Linked DNA regions of Mus musculus: region 1 is linked to region 2. Evidence: chromatin contacts called from public Hi-C data. All regions are on one chromosome and are shown on one strand. The core of a region is the stretch at or near the end of the contact, and the rest is flanking DNA. Distances in the headings are between cores, read along the strand shown.

Region 1 (7,208 bases), core at 3,873-6,372, 630 kb after region 2:
ACATGCATATATATATATCATCTGTGTGCCTTCAGAAGAAACCCAGTTTGTTAGAACGTGCCCACCAGTGCGGTGTCCACCGCTGCCTTCCAGCGCAGCAGGCCATGCAGCCTGTCACCATGGCCAGAGACTGGGGCTCTGTGCTGGATTATCTGTGTAGGCGCATCCTGTGTCTTCCATGAGCACAAGAGCTTCTTCTTAGGACTCCTTTGTGTCGCAGTGATGGGCCGAAGGGAACATTGTTGAGGAGAGCTCTGTGATTGTTGCCCTTAGCCGAGGTTCTGATTCCCAGGGCAGTTTTCTTCCTGATCTGAAATTGCAGGCTCTTTGCTTCTTCACATCACTGTCAAAGACGATGAGAACTCTCCACCTCTGCTGCCATGCTATGCTGCAGTTAGCTCACATAGTAACAGAGATGGACCATGCAGGGCAATCTGTTTGTTGTTTGCTCTGAAACGGACAGACTGAGCGGTGTGCAGCACTGTGTCCTGTAATACCAGCAGGCAGTAGGGTGGACAGATCAAGGCCTGCCTGAGCTCCATAGCTAAGACCCTGTCTGAAAGAAAAGGGATCGACTGGAAAATACAGCCCTAACACAGCGTAGGCATGTGTGGGCTGGGTGGGCACAGTTGTCTCTCTGTGCATCTAACCGTGTCCATCTGATCACTTAGGCAGCCCACCGTGGGGGGCACAGGCTCTGCGCCCAGAGCCCAGAAGGCCATTGCAAGCCACCCCAGTGCTGCACTCATGGCTCTGCGGAGAGGCTCAAGGAACCTCGTCTTCCGGGACTTCACAGTGAGTGCCCCTTCCAAACCTTGTCCATGGAGGGGGTGGTCCTCTGTGAGTTAGATCTTTATTCTTTTTTTTTATGTTCTCCATTCTTTTTAAGGATGAAAAAGAGGGACCAATAACTAAACACATCCGACTAACAGCTGCCTTAATATTAAAAAATATTGGTAAATACTCAGAGTGTGGGCGCAGGTGAGTAACGGTCTCTGTAACCACAGCAAACTGGCTGCCGCCATCCGTGAGTGAGTAGCATTGCCTGTCTCTTTTTGCTGTTTTTCCTGATTGAGTTGTGAATGTGTCCAAATCTTATGCTAAGGCCAGGACATCATGATCTCTTCAAAGCCAAAACAGTTTAAAAAAAAAAAAAAAAAAAAAAAAAAAAACAGAAAACAAGCCTTAAACTTGTTTTATTGACATTTTTCTTCCTGGCCTTAGCATTTACTGGGGGAAAAAGTTCTTCTTCTGAAGAAACATAAGATGGAATTGGTCCTTTGCATCATGCAGAATCAATCCAGTTCCCTTTGACATTTGGTGTTTGATATAAGCTTGTCAGAGCTATGAATATTAGGTATCATTGTAATACTTTCGATGTTTTATAATTTCCCTCTAGTGGACTTAGAAAAAAGTGCAATCTGTAAATGTATTTGGAAAGTAAGGAATGACTCTTCATCCTTCAGACTCTGTCCTCTGCAGTAGTGGCTCTCAGCCTCCCTTAACACTGCGGCCCTTGATGCAGCTCCTAGGTCATGGTGACCCGCACCATAAAATTATGTTCATTGCTGCTTCACAGCTGGAATTTTGCTACTGTTATTAATCTTTTTTTTCTTCCAATTTTTTATTAGATATTTTCTTCATTTACATTTCAAATGCTATCCCGAAAGTCCCCTACATACCCATCCACACCCTCTTCCCCTACCCACCCACTCCCACTTCTTGGCCCTGGCATTCCCCTGTACTGGGGCATATAAAGTTTGCAAGACCTAGGGTCCTTTCTTCCCAGTGATGGCCGACTAGGCCATCTTCTGCTACATATGTAGCTAGAGACACGAGCTCCTGGGGGCACTGGTTAGTTCATATTGTTGTTCCACCTATAGGGTTGCAGACTCCTTCAGCTCCTTGGGTACTTTCTCTAGCTCCTCCATTGGGGGCCCTGTGTTCCATCCAATAGATGACTGTGAGCATCCACTTTTGTATTTGCCAGGCACTGGCATCGCCTCACACGAGACAGCTATATCAGGGTCCTTTCAGCAAAACCTTACTGGCATGTGCAATAATGTCTACGTTTGGCAGCTGATTATGGGATGGATCCCAGGGTGGGGATGGTCCCTCCTTTCATCTTAGCTCCAAACTGTTACGAATCTTAATGTAAATAGTTTTGGAGATAGACAAGTGGGGGTCACAACCCCCAGGCTAAGAGCCACTAACCTAGGGTCTCCCTTCAGCCCATCTCCTGTTTACTCTTCCCGCATCCTCAGCTAAGCTGCCTGTAAGCGCCTCTTACTTCACAGGCCCATCTCGTCCATAGCCTTCCAGCTCTACCCACTCACGTTGTTTTAGGTATTACAATGATTCAAGTCGATTTTTCAAAGCATAAAAACTGGAATTAATTACAAAGGGAGGTAATTTCACTATATCAGTGTTTAGACTTTTGCAAGTGATGTTACTTTGAAATCCCATTAACATACAACTGCGTCATTTCACCCTTCCATTTCCTACTCCAGCTCCTTCCATGTCTTCACCAGCCTTGTTTCCTCACACGCTCATTGTATTGTGACTATAAAAAGATAAACAAATATAAGAATATGTTCTATTTGGGTGTGGTGAGGTGTGGGGGCAGGGGATGCCACAATGGGCCCAAGACAAGGCATCCCTTCCCCCTGAGGGACCAGCACACAACGGTATAGCATAGAATAGAGTTTATTCCGAGCATCTGAGCGGGAGTTAAGAGGGAAGGAGAGGCAGAAAACGGCAGAGAGAGGGAGAGAGTAGAGAAGTAGAGGCCAGTCGTGTCCACGCTGTAGGGATGAGGGGAGAGGGGGACCAAACACACACACACACACACACACACACACACACACACACACACTCGTTCTTGTGGAGACATGATTTCAGGACTGTTGTTGACTTGGCATTAGTTAACCAGTTAAGAGGTTCACCCCCAGGGAAGGCTTGTTTTCTTCTCTCAGCAAGCTCTGAAATTGGCTATAGTTCTTTGTTGGTAAGGCTCCCTACCGGATTAGCATGCCTATTGGTATTGTGCTTGTTCAGGTCTTATTTAGGCAGCTGTGGATATTGTGGATATTCATGGATATAGTTTCCCTGTCATTTCTCAGACACAATTTCATAGCAAATTTCCTGGCTCTTAAAATATCTCTGGCGACTTCCGTGTTTCTGAGCCTTAGCTGCAGAAGTGTGTTGTCTGTGTGTATCTGTTGGGGCGGGGTGACGCATGGTTACTTTTTCTCCTACATTCGGACTACCTGTGGTTCTCTGGGGTTGATTACCATCTGTTGCAAAGGTAAGTTTTTTGGATGAGAAACTAGAGCTACAGTTACGTGTGGGTTAAGCATAAGTATTTAGCATTTAGCAGTTAGAAAGCACTATGATTTGTTAAAGTTTCAGGAGTAGCCTCTCTTCTAAGATCTGTGACCGTTCTAACCCCAGGGAACTTGTGACGTTTCCAGCGCCAGGTATGCTGTCCTTCTCTTGAGTAGGCCTTAAGACTCATTAGAGAGCTGTTGGTTCTTGCCAAGTTATGTGCCTCTGTTTGCCTCTGCTGTGCCCACAGGAATACCTTGCCATGCAGGTCACTGCTGTGGCTCGTAGGCATTACCACCGTGTAGCACTGTTGGTTGCTTCCCGCTCTTGTAACCTGGCACAGCACCTTCTAGTGCTATGGAAGCTAGTCCTCAGGGAGGAGACTTTTGGGTCAGATCCAGTTCAGATCTTCAAGTCCAATCAAAAATCCTCATGTCATTTTTCACAAAAATAGGGAAAAAAAAAAACTATCCAAAAATTAATATGGAATCACAAAACACCCTGGATAGCCCAAGAAACCTGAGCCAAAAGAACAGTGCTGAGGGATTATAATTTCAGATTTCAGGATGTATTGCAGAGCCATAACAATAAAGCCAGAAGCAGTGTATAGTAATGGCACCAAGTCATACGTGTAGATTATGAAAGCAAAAGATCTGAGCATGAGTGGGTGGGACTACAGAGAAGCCAAAAGACACTGGAGAAAAGAGATGTGTAGCAAATGGCGGCAGGGAGACTTGAGTGTCCCAGTGTCCCAGGCCAAAGAGTGAGAATGGACCTGTATCCGTCTCTGTACACAAAATCTGACTCCAAGTGGACGAGAGTACGCGCTAGAGTAAAGCATGCACACTAACCTCCAAGGTGCAGTGTGGAGACGGCTCAGGGCCGGCAGCCAGCGCCGACGAGGGCTTCACAGCACTGAGAAACCCTCTGTGGCTAAAGAAACAAGCAGTCCAGTGAAGAGGAGACACGGAACGGGGAAGACCTTCCAGCTGTCCACTCAGAATCCATAAAGAACCAAAAAATAAAATTACAAAGTCACTAAACAAACGACCCATTCAAAAAGTGAGCTGTAGATCTGCATAGATTTCTCAAAAGAGTAAAAAGTAATGACTAAATAAATCTCATAAAAATGTTGATTGCCCTATCAGAGAAAAGCAAATCAAATAATTTTGAGGTTTCATCCTACCCCAGTCAGAATGGCAAACATCAAACAAAACAACAGACAAGAAATGCCGGAGAGGATCTGAGTGAGGGAGCCTTCTTCACGGCTTCTCTGTTGGTGGGACTGAAAACTGCTAAGGCCCTCTGGAAACAAGTGTGGAAAATTAAAAAAGCTAAAAATAAATGGATCGTATTGTCCAGCTCTACCACCCTTGGGCATCTGCCCAAAGGCCGCTTGCTCTCTTGCTCTGCCTTGTCACGGCTGCTCTGCTCACAATAGGGAAACAAAGGGAAACAGCCTGAATGTCATCAGCTGGCAAGCGGAAGCGAATGTGATCTTCACTGTGGATGCTACCTATTAACATGTTCAAAACAAAACAAGACAAAACTGGAACTAGCACATCAGTGGATGGGACTAGAAAGTATATTGAATGTGATAACAGACCCAGGAAGACAAGTGTCTCAGGAATAATTTTTTGTTAATGTGCAACATGGAAAGTACAAAGTTATTGGTTTTGTGTTGGGGGTGTGTTGGTTTGGTGCTAGAGACTGATCCCATATCCAAACACATGCTAGGCTAGAAGAGGCCCCAGCAAACTAGTGTCTTGTGTACATCACAGCATGCTCCTCCTCCTTCCGCAGCCTCCTTTGTGCACCGTAGCCTGCTCTGCACCACAGAAAAGCGCATGTCACTTCCTATTCACATTAGACTCTTTCATCTTCACCTTGGAACTTTTGTTCCAGGGTTCTGCTGTCCTTCCTGGCAGTATATCCTTCTGAGTTTCTTTGTCTCTGGTTCTGCTCAGATGAGCACTGCTTTCTCTAGCCTTTCTTCTTTCTTTTCTCTTTCTTCTCTCCTTTTCCTCTTCCTCACCTTTTCTTTATGTTTTCTTTTGTGTGTAGGAGTTTTGCCACAGGAATATCTGTGCATCATGTGTGTACAGTGCCTACGGAAGCCAAAAGAGGGCGCTGGATCCCCTGGAACTAGAGTTAGAATGGTTGTGAACTTCCATGTGAGTGCTGGAAATTAAACCCAGGTCGCCTGGAAGAGCAGCCAGTGTCCTTCCCCACTAAGCCCGATCCCCAGCCCTATGTCCTGCCCCTTGAGGCGTTTTCTATTCCTGCTAAGTTTGTTGTTGTTCTTTCTCTCAGCTGTCTGTTCTGTAAACAGTTTTACAGTCTTTTTCTCTGCTAAGCCATGTTCAGACTGTACAGTCCCAGCATGAACACTAGAGTGCTCCCCAAATGCAGGCTAGAATTGTGCATCCAGGGTTACCATGCTCATTCCTGTTGTCTTCCTCATGCCCTAATCGGCTCCAGAGAACACTGCCCCTCGACTGCTTGTGGAGTTCTTTGAAGAGAGAGATTGGGTATTTATTTAAATGGTTGCATTTCGGCACCAGACATACATGTGAAAGTGAGAGTCACCCAGTGAGTGTGTGACAGACAGACAGAGAGGAGACTGGCAAGTTCCTTTTCTCCTACAGATCTAATTGGAATTTGTTCAGAGAATTTGAAAAACCAAATAACTTTTCCTTAGAGCTGTTCTTAACATCCTAAGTTTGTGTTTGGGCTCAGATGACGAAGCCTGTTTCTCTGACCATGAAGCACTGAGCCAGAGGTTGTCTGCTGTATTTGCGCTATGGTTAACTTCATGTTGTGAGAACGCTTAGGGTAGTTGGACCTAAAAGGGTCAGCCACCGTCAGGCAGGACTATAGAGTACATCACAGGGATTGCAACTTTGAAGTCAGCCTAGGATGCCTGGTGAGACAGGTGTGTCCCTCCGGTGCTGTGTGAGAGCACTGAGCATCTGGGAGAGGCCTGCATGTGAAGGAGAAAGCAAGGAATCCGATTGGCAGCGGAACAATCCTAGCACATTTCTGTTTGTACAACATGAGGTTACGCTAACCCTACACATTGTTCCCTGCGCGATGGGAGGTGCTAGGGTTTATGTGAGGGGGGTTGTTTTGTCTCAAGGTTTGTCTCCTTTTGCTAACTATATACTTGGCTCTTATTTGAAAATCCAATAGTGCTTTTTAAACATTTTAAAAAGTTTTTTGTTATATTTTATAACCATTTATATGCCTGGAGCCTGTGGAGGTCAGAAAAGAGCATCGGGTCCCCCACACTCTCTAGATGTGAGCCACATACCTACTGACTTGTCTAAATAGAGCTGAAGAGAGACCCCAGAGTCCGCCTCACACGGCTGAGGGATCTTCAGTAAGGGAGCCAGCCGCTCTCTCGGTCTCTGGCTGTCTCTCCAGCAAATGATGTTGGGAAAACGAGACTTGTATCTGTGAAAGAAACTGAACAGCTGCTATTGCCGTATATATCTTAGCTCAAAATAGATCAATGAGTTTTAGCATAAATGAGCTAAAACTACTAACCAGTCAGAAAGCACGAGGCAAAGGCTGCCTGTCATTGGACTTAACAGCGATTCCTGGTCTGCAGCATCAGAAGCAGAGGCAACGATGCAGACAGACAGGACTGAAAGGTGCATGTGGAAAGGCAGTGCCAACAGTAAACGGCAACCCAGAGTGAGAGTCATTGAAACATCACCTACTCGGTAAGGGGTTAATATTGAGACTGTATACAAAAGTCCCAGCTGCTGAGGAAACCTGCTCAGCTAGCTCCTCAAGGAGAGAAAACTTTGTAGTACTAAAGTGGGGTGTTACTGCGCCTTAAAGACAAAAGTGCTAATGTGTGCCTCCCTCAGCTG
Region 2 (6,479 bases), core at 405-2,904:
CTCTCCACCAGACCATTGGAAAGGAAGCCAGAACTAAACCCTTCTAGCATCAGGGAAGAAGGATACATTCATCAAAGCATTTGATTTTTCTCTTGAAAAAAAAATGCAAAGCCCAACTTGGGATGAGTCCAGGAGAAGTCGCCATCTGCTCCACCTGTTGTGGGAACAGTCGACCCTGAGCCCGTGCAGACTACAGTCCAGAGCTGGCCTTTCCAGAACTGCAGCAGCAAGTGTCCCTTGAAGGTTAACCCACGCTCAGGTTCCATCAAGTTCAGGGACCGGAACCTCCCACCTCCTTTTGTAAAGTTAAAAACAGACTGCTCACCTTATGCTCTTGGCTTGCGGATTTAGAAGAATGGTTTCTAAGGTTGCTTTGACTTTTGCCCTGAACTGGGATGTGGTAGCCCACCTTATGTGTGGGTGGGCCTCTCACAATTTCAGTTATAGGAGGGATGAGTTTATCATGGAAGATACTTACAGAAAGATGTGGCATTACTCACACAGCTGTGATGATATTGTATCCTTATATGGCTCTGATTTGTTATTCGCTGTTGCTAGTTAGTTACTGTGTTTAATTTGTAAATTAAAGATTATCAGAGGTACACATTCTTATGTAGGACATGTATAGTACACATAGGATTTGGTCATCTCTACACTTCAGGCAACATCTGTAGGTCTTGTATGCATCTCACAAAGATAAAGGCAGCTATGGTATGGAAGTTGCTTTAGTCAAATGCTTGCCCCCCCTTTTTCATACCTTATAAAAATTAGTAAAACATAGTAATTAGGGGACAATTTTCTATGCATGTGTGCATATATGTGCCTATGTGTATGAAATATTGGACATTAATCTCTGAAACTTCAGACCAAGAATAGCAAAGCCGCTTGACATCACGTGAACCTTGCGTCCTTTTGAGGAGCACGTCAGGGGAAAATGAGAAGAACGAATTTCAGTACAGTGCGTGTCTTTGCAAGGCTCTAAAGCACTGGTTCTCAACCTGTGGGTCGCGATCCCTTTTGGGGTTGAACGACCCTTTCACAGGTGTTGCCTAAGACTCTCTGCATACCAGATATATACATTATGACACATAACAGTAGCAAAATTACAGGCATGAAAGAGCCACAGGATACTTTTATGGCTGGAGGTCACCACAACATGAGGGACTCTATCAAAGGGTTGCAGTGTTAGGAAGGTTGAGAGTCGTTGCCAAAGAGAGACAGCAGCTTCACGCGGCAGAATTTTAATGTCAATTTTCGTGCTTTCTCACAAGCAGGGAAGTTAGTGAGAGGCATAAGCAAGATAATCTACAAAGGCAGAATTTTGTGGTTCTGTGGTACCCCTAAAACCAGTGTGTCACTGTAGGTAGACAATCTTGTACTTTTCCCCCCAACTTGCACAGACTAAATAGATACATGCGATGTGACCATGGCTAGGTGTGTTCACAGCGTTTATAAGGCTAGGCGTGTTCACAGTGTTTAGAAGCACTAGAATAGAAAGCAGACGACGACCTGATGGAGACTCGACTGCTAGTTGTTTTGTAAATCAGTTTGTCATTTTATTCCTTCTAGGGTAGAAATGAAAGAGAGGACATTGTCAGGGGTGGTCAGTTTAACCAGCGCTGTTCAAGGCTGACCACAAGGGGGCAGCCCAGAGCCGGGAATCAAGAGGTTAGCTTTGGTCCAGCTCAGCTGAGTCTCCGTGGTTATCTGAACTCCCTAGGTCTGTTTGCTCATCCTAATCAGGTCTCTCTCTCTCTCTCTCTTTCTCTCTCTCTCTCTCTCTCTCTCTCTCTCTCTCTCTCTCTCTCTCTCTCTCTCTCTCCCTCCCTCTCCCTCTCCCTCTCCCTCCCTCTCCCTCTCCCTCTCTCTCTCTCCCCCTCTCCCTCTCTCTCTCTCCCCCTCTCTCTCTCCCCCCCTCTCTCTCTCTCCCTCCCTCCCTCCCTCCTCTCTCTCTCTCTCTCTCTCTCTCTCTCTCTCTCTCTCTCTCTCTCTCTCTCTCTCTCTTATATTTATTCATAAGACTCTGTTTTTGAATGACTTGGAGTCCTGCAGACTCTTCATCCCAAGGTACAGTGGCTTATTTCAAGTGCACTGATTGGGAGAGCGGGAGCCCTGCGTAAATGGTGTAGGGGAAGTTAGCACTCAAATCCCTCCTTACTCCGGCTTGGATAGTCAGGGGGTGTGTCGGGTGTGGTTGGCTACTGGGTCAAGACATAGGCAGTCAAATTCCGTTCTGCTGACTCATTAGATGTTGCTGTCTCCAGGATCATAGCAGGTGTGTCTCTGTTCAGAGCATTTAGGCAGACTGAAGTAAAAAACTAATAATAATAAATAATAAATAAATAAATAACCAATCAGAAGGATGCTGGACGATGATTCTTTAAAAGCATCCTACAGGTCCTGTCTTATTGGTGATAGCAGAACATTTGGAGACAGGACGTTAAAGACCCTTCTCCTCTCCTGTGGCATAATACTATCTTGCAACATTAATTTCATCCATAAGAGCTGTTCAGTGGGTTTTAAAGAGAACTAGAATATTTATTTTTAATGGTTGCTCCTGGGCACGGCTTCGTGGTACACACTGACTCCAGAGTTATAATGTCTGAGTGCTGATCATGATACTGATTTGCCCAATCAGCTTGGCAAATCTGATCACCTGCACACTCCCCCCCCCAATCTCTCTCTCTCTCTCTCTCTCTCTCTCTCTCTCTCTCTCTCTTTGAGATAGAACATCATTATGTAGCCCTGGCTAGCCTGAAAGTCACTATATAAACCAGGCTAGCCTTGATATCACAAAGATTCTCTTGCCTCTGACTCCCAAGTGCTGTCACCAGACCCAGACAAGTGACCCATGACATCATTTAGCCCCAACATCATTATTATTGTCATTGTGGCACATCACGGTGTTAAAATGAAACTTTAGACATCAGTGCTCGTGTATTCTGTAAGCACAAAGTAAATTAATATCTGTTCCTGGTTGACCTGTTTTCAAACTAGGGCCATGGCCTTCCAATGTAGACAACCTGTTGATGGCCTTCCAATGTAAACAATCTGTTGATACATCGACAACTGTTACTCAGAGAGAAGAATAAGAGAAAGGACAGAGCACAGACTGCAGAGGAGAAGACTGAATGGAAAAGAGGAGGAGGGAGAGGAGAGGAGAGAGAAAAGGGAGGTGGGGAGGGACGAAACCAGATGACAGATGAACAAGGAACAGAAGGAGGGGAGAGGAGACAAAGAAAGGGGGTCCCATAAAGGAAGCCTTGGGGACATATGTGGCATCATTAGCAAAGTCCACTGTGCAATTCTGCATGTGTGGGGGCATGCTGTGTGAATATTATTCTCACCATATTATTTGAGTAACTAAGGAAACCCTGACTCTAAAGGACAGGCAGATGTTGTGAAAGGGGGCTCATGAGATGGCTCAGTGGGTAAAGGGTTCAAGTCCCAGCCTGACAACCTGAGTTCAACCCCCAGGTCCCTAACGGTAGAAGGAGAGAACTGACCCCCAAAAGCTGACCTCAGATCCCACACTCTGAAGATGACCCAGCCCCCGCCTAAATAAATAAGTAAATGTACTTTTTTTCAATGTTGTGAAGTAATAATAAAAGACACTTTTGAATCACGTCAGTGGAACTCCCTGGGAATTCAGCTGGATCCACGTCTTTGGCTGTTGTTTTTGAATCACTTCACTCATGTGAAACATTGTCTCAAGCAGGTTTTTTTGTCTCATTTTAAGGCTTTAAGGCTTAACAAGCAGCAAACTAAAAATATAGCTAAATGTGTAAATTGTCATTACAAATAATTGATAAAAAGGCTTCATAAAAGACTCTAATGGCCTATAGAACAATTTGAACAAATGAATAATTTGTAAGGACTTCATGCCTTGGTCATCAATGAATGCTTCGGGTAATTTCCGGATGTAAAATGGAAACAATGTAACAGAACGAATCCTTGACATTTGGAATACCGCAAGCAGGATGGGTACTGAATAAGTCATGGTTCAATCCCTCCGCCATTAACTGCTGGACTCTGTCCACTGCCGTCGAGTGCCAAGTTTTCCAATCTGAAGAACACTCACCAACTGTCTCTGCTCCTAGCACCTCTTCATTCCGCTTTAACTTGCCAGAATTGTGCATACCCTCTACCAGGAAGTCCAGGCACAGACAAAAGACTGCTAGATTAAAAATAAAATAAAATAATTCATTTAATAACATAATGGATGAAAGGTAAGCTTGGAAACCCAGGTCCTGAAGACCAAACAAACAAAAGTCTATGTTCATATGAGTAATATGTTCTCAGAGGATGTCTGTATGGTGATAGGAATTAGTGTAGGGTTAGTGGAATTTGCTCCCTCGTTTTAAGATCGATGATGGTAACAGACAGCATTCTAATAGGTGATGCCCAGGCAGCTAGGGAGGTCCACTTTTGCTCCCCATTGTGTCAAAGTGCTTCGTGGTTGAGATATAAAATAGCCCCTGAAAAACCCATTCACTGAAGACTTGGTCCCCAATGCCATATTCACAGGTGGGCTGTTGGAAAGTAACTGGATCGTGATGGCTTTCATCTAATCAAAGGATTCATTCATCTACCGATGGCGCCATAATCCATCAGACCTTTGGAAGGACTGCAACTGTGGAAGTGGGACCAGACTGGGGGCGTGGCTTCCTGAAGATGCCTCTGAGGATGTGTGGTTCCTGACCCAGAGCTCTGATTGGCTCTAAGCATCATGAAATTAGCATCCACCATCTTGTGCTCCCGGCATGCTGCTCTGCCTCACTAGAGTCTAAAGCAGACAGAGCCAACTGTCTAGGAACCGAATTCACAAGCTAAAACCTACCCTGTGGTGAGTTGTTTTCTCAGGCATGCTTTCATGAGTGAAAAGGCAATGGACATAGCACCCATCCTATAGGGAGAAACTTATATATATATAAAGTTTATATATATATATATATATATATATATATATATATATATATATATATATATATATGAAAACCAAGAAAGATATTAACTTCTGAGTGATGAGCTGTCCAGATCATAGAGGCTTTTTATTCTGTTCCGTTTTTTGAAAACGTGCTTGTCTCCAGTTAGTCATATACTGTACAACACCCTCAGGGAACATTTTAGAAGGACCAGAGGACCAGGATGCTTTATGATGACCATACCAGCTAACTGCCACATTTTGGCTTTTGTTAAACTGCTTGCTTGCTTGCTTGCACCTGCAACTGACAACCAGGATGTAGCTTTCCTGTGTTCTTTCCCTTTGAAAGGCTCCCTGATTCTACATTTGAGGCTGTTCTGTGTAGGTGATGGCTTAATACAGACTCTCAGTTTGGATTTTGTTCATACTGAGTTATCTTCAGGTGTCTACCACATGCACATCTGAGCATCACTAAATTGTGTCAGATGTGTGTATGCACTCGTTTGTGCATGTGTTCGTGCATGAGAGAGAGAGAGAGAGAGAGAGAGAGAGAGAGAGAGAGAGAGAGAGAGAGAGACTTTGTGTGTGTGAAAGAGAGCAAGAAAGAATATGTGTGTGAAAGAAAGCAAGAAGTAGAGAGAGGAAGTCGTGAGTCCAAGATGAAGTAGGAAAGGATAGAATGAAAATGATATAAATACGGTTCACTCATGACATATGAAATTATATATATATGTAAACGTGTGTGGTAGCTGACACACATTTCAGGCTTTATACCTTTCTGTTCCCAGAGAAAAAGAGTGAACCCTTCGAGACTTTTTGCCTGTCGGCCTCCTCAGTTCCCTTTACAGTTCAGCCTCTCTTTTTTTTAAAAAAAAATATTTATTTACTTATTATATGTGAGTACACTGTAGCTGTCTTCAGACACTCCAGAAGAGGGAGTCAGATCTCATTACAGATGGTTGTGAGCCACCATGTGGTTGCTGGGACTTGAACTCAGGACCTGCAAGAGCAGTCGGTGCTCTTAACCGCTGAGCCATCTCAGCAGCCCCTGTTCAGCCTCTGTTAAGGACTTACTGCATGACGACAAAGATTCTTACAGAAAGACAGAATCATAAGCACGCATCCATTGCTGTACCGGACATAACATCCGCATCCAACAGAAACGGAGCTGAGGAACACGGCCACTGAGCTGGCCGGTCGGACATACATCCAACAGAAACGGAGCTGAGGAACACAGCCACTGAGCTGGCCGGTCATTGAAGGTGCTTCACAGCAGACTGGGGCAGGCCGGTGAGAAGCCGGGTGAGCGCGAAGACGGGAGAATGGGCATTAGTCAGTCACAACAGCAAAGGAAATGAGGGGAAGAGAACCCTAGAATCCCGAGAGACTAGCAACCTGACCACCACATAGAGAGACAGTCGGGAGAAAAAGAAAACATATAGAAATTAATTACAGCTGAACGTTGACCAAACATGGGGGCGGCAATCATTTAGCCCAGGAACGCCACCAGTTGTGGTTTGCTTGTGAATTGTCGCCCCCCAGGGTTATGAGTTGA

The links. A called contact is a pair of places that touch in the nucleus more often than the background predicts.
Region 1: a contact with region 2 is called in a Hi-C map of stem cell-derived neural stem cells, with 3 times the contacts expected there. The contact joins two enhancer-like sites. A contact is called at or near these places in 1 of 39 promoter capture datasets (neural stem cells), 2 of 15 datasets of contacts at CTCF or cohesin (large pre-B cells and pro-B cells), 25 of 484 Hi-C or Micro-C datasets (the C10 cell line, the G1E-ER4 cell line, the HL-1 cell line and 17 more), 4 of 115 datasets of contacts at active chromatin or transcription factors (T-cell acute lymphoblastic leukemia, astrocytes, double positive thymocytes and 1 more) and 1 of 9 other capture datasets (embryonic stem cells).

The regions. Positions count from the first base shown.
Region 1 is chr15:96,391,684-96,398,891 of GRCm38.p6, forward strand. Arid2 (AT rich interactive domain 2 (ARID, RFX-like)) reads left to right here. Exons shown (of 21, transcript NM_175251.4): 19 at 672-795; 20 at 890-981. Among named protein-coding and RNA genes, the nearest start is that of Gm41408, 57 kb to the right of the region's middle. Within about 2 kb of position 5,123, at least 13 of the 459 cell types and tissues checked have an H3K27ac peak or open chromatin away from gene starts, as enhancers often do. A contact at or near this core is called in neural stem cells and stem cell-derived neural stem cells, where this site is marked.
Region 2 is chr15:95,761,452-95,767,930 of GRCm38.p6, forward strand. No RefSeq gene overlaps it. Among named protein-coding and RNA genes, the nearest start is that of Gm6961, 13 kb to the left of the region's middle. Within about 2 kb of position 1,655, at least 12 of the 459 cell types and tissues checked have an H3K27ac peak or open chromatin away from gene starts, as enhancers often do. A contact at or near this core is called in neural stem cells and stem cell-derived neural stem cells, where this site is marked.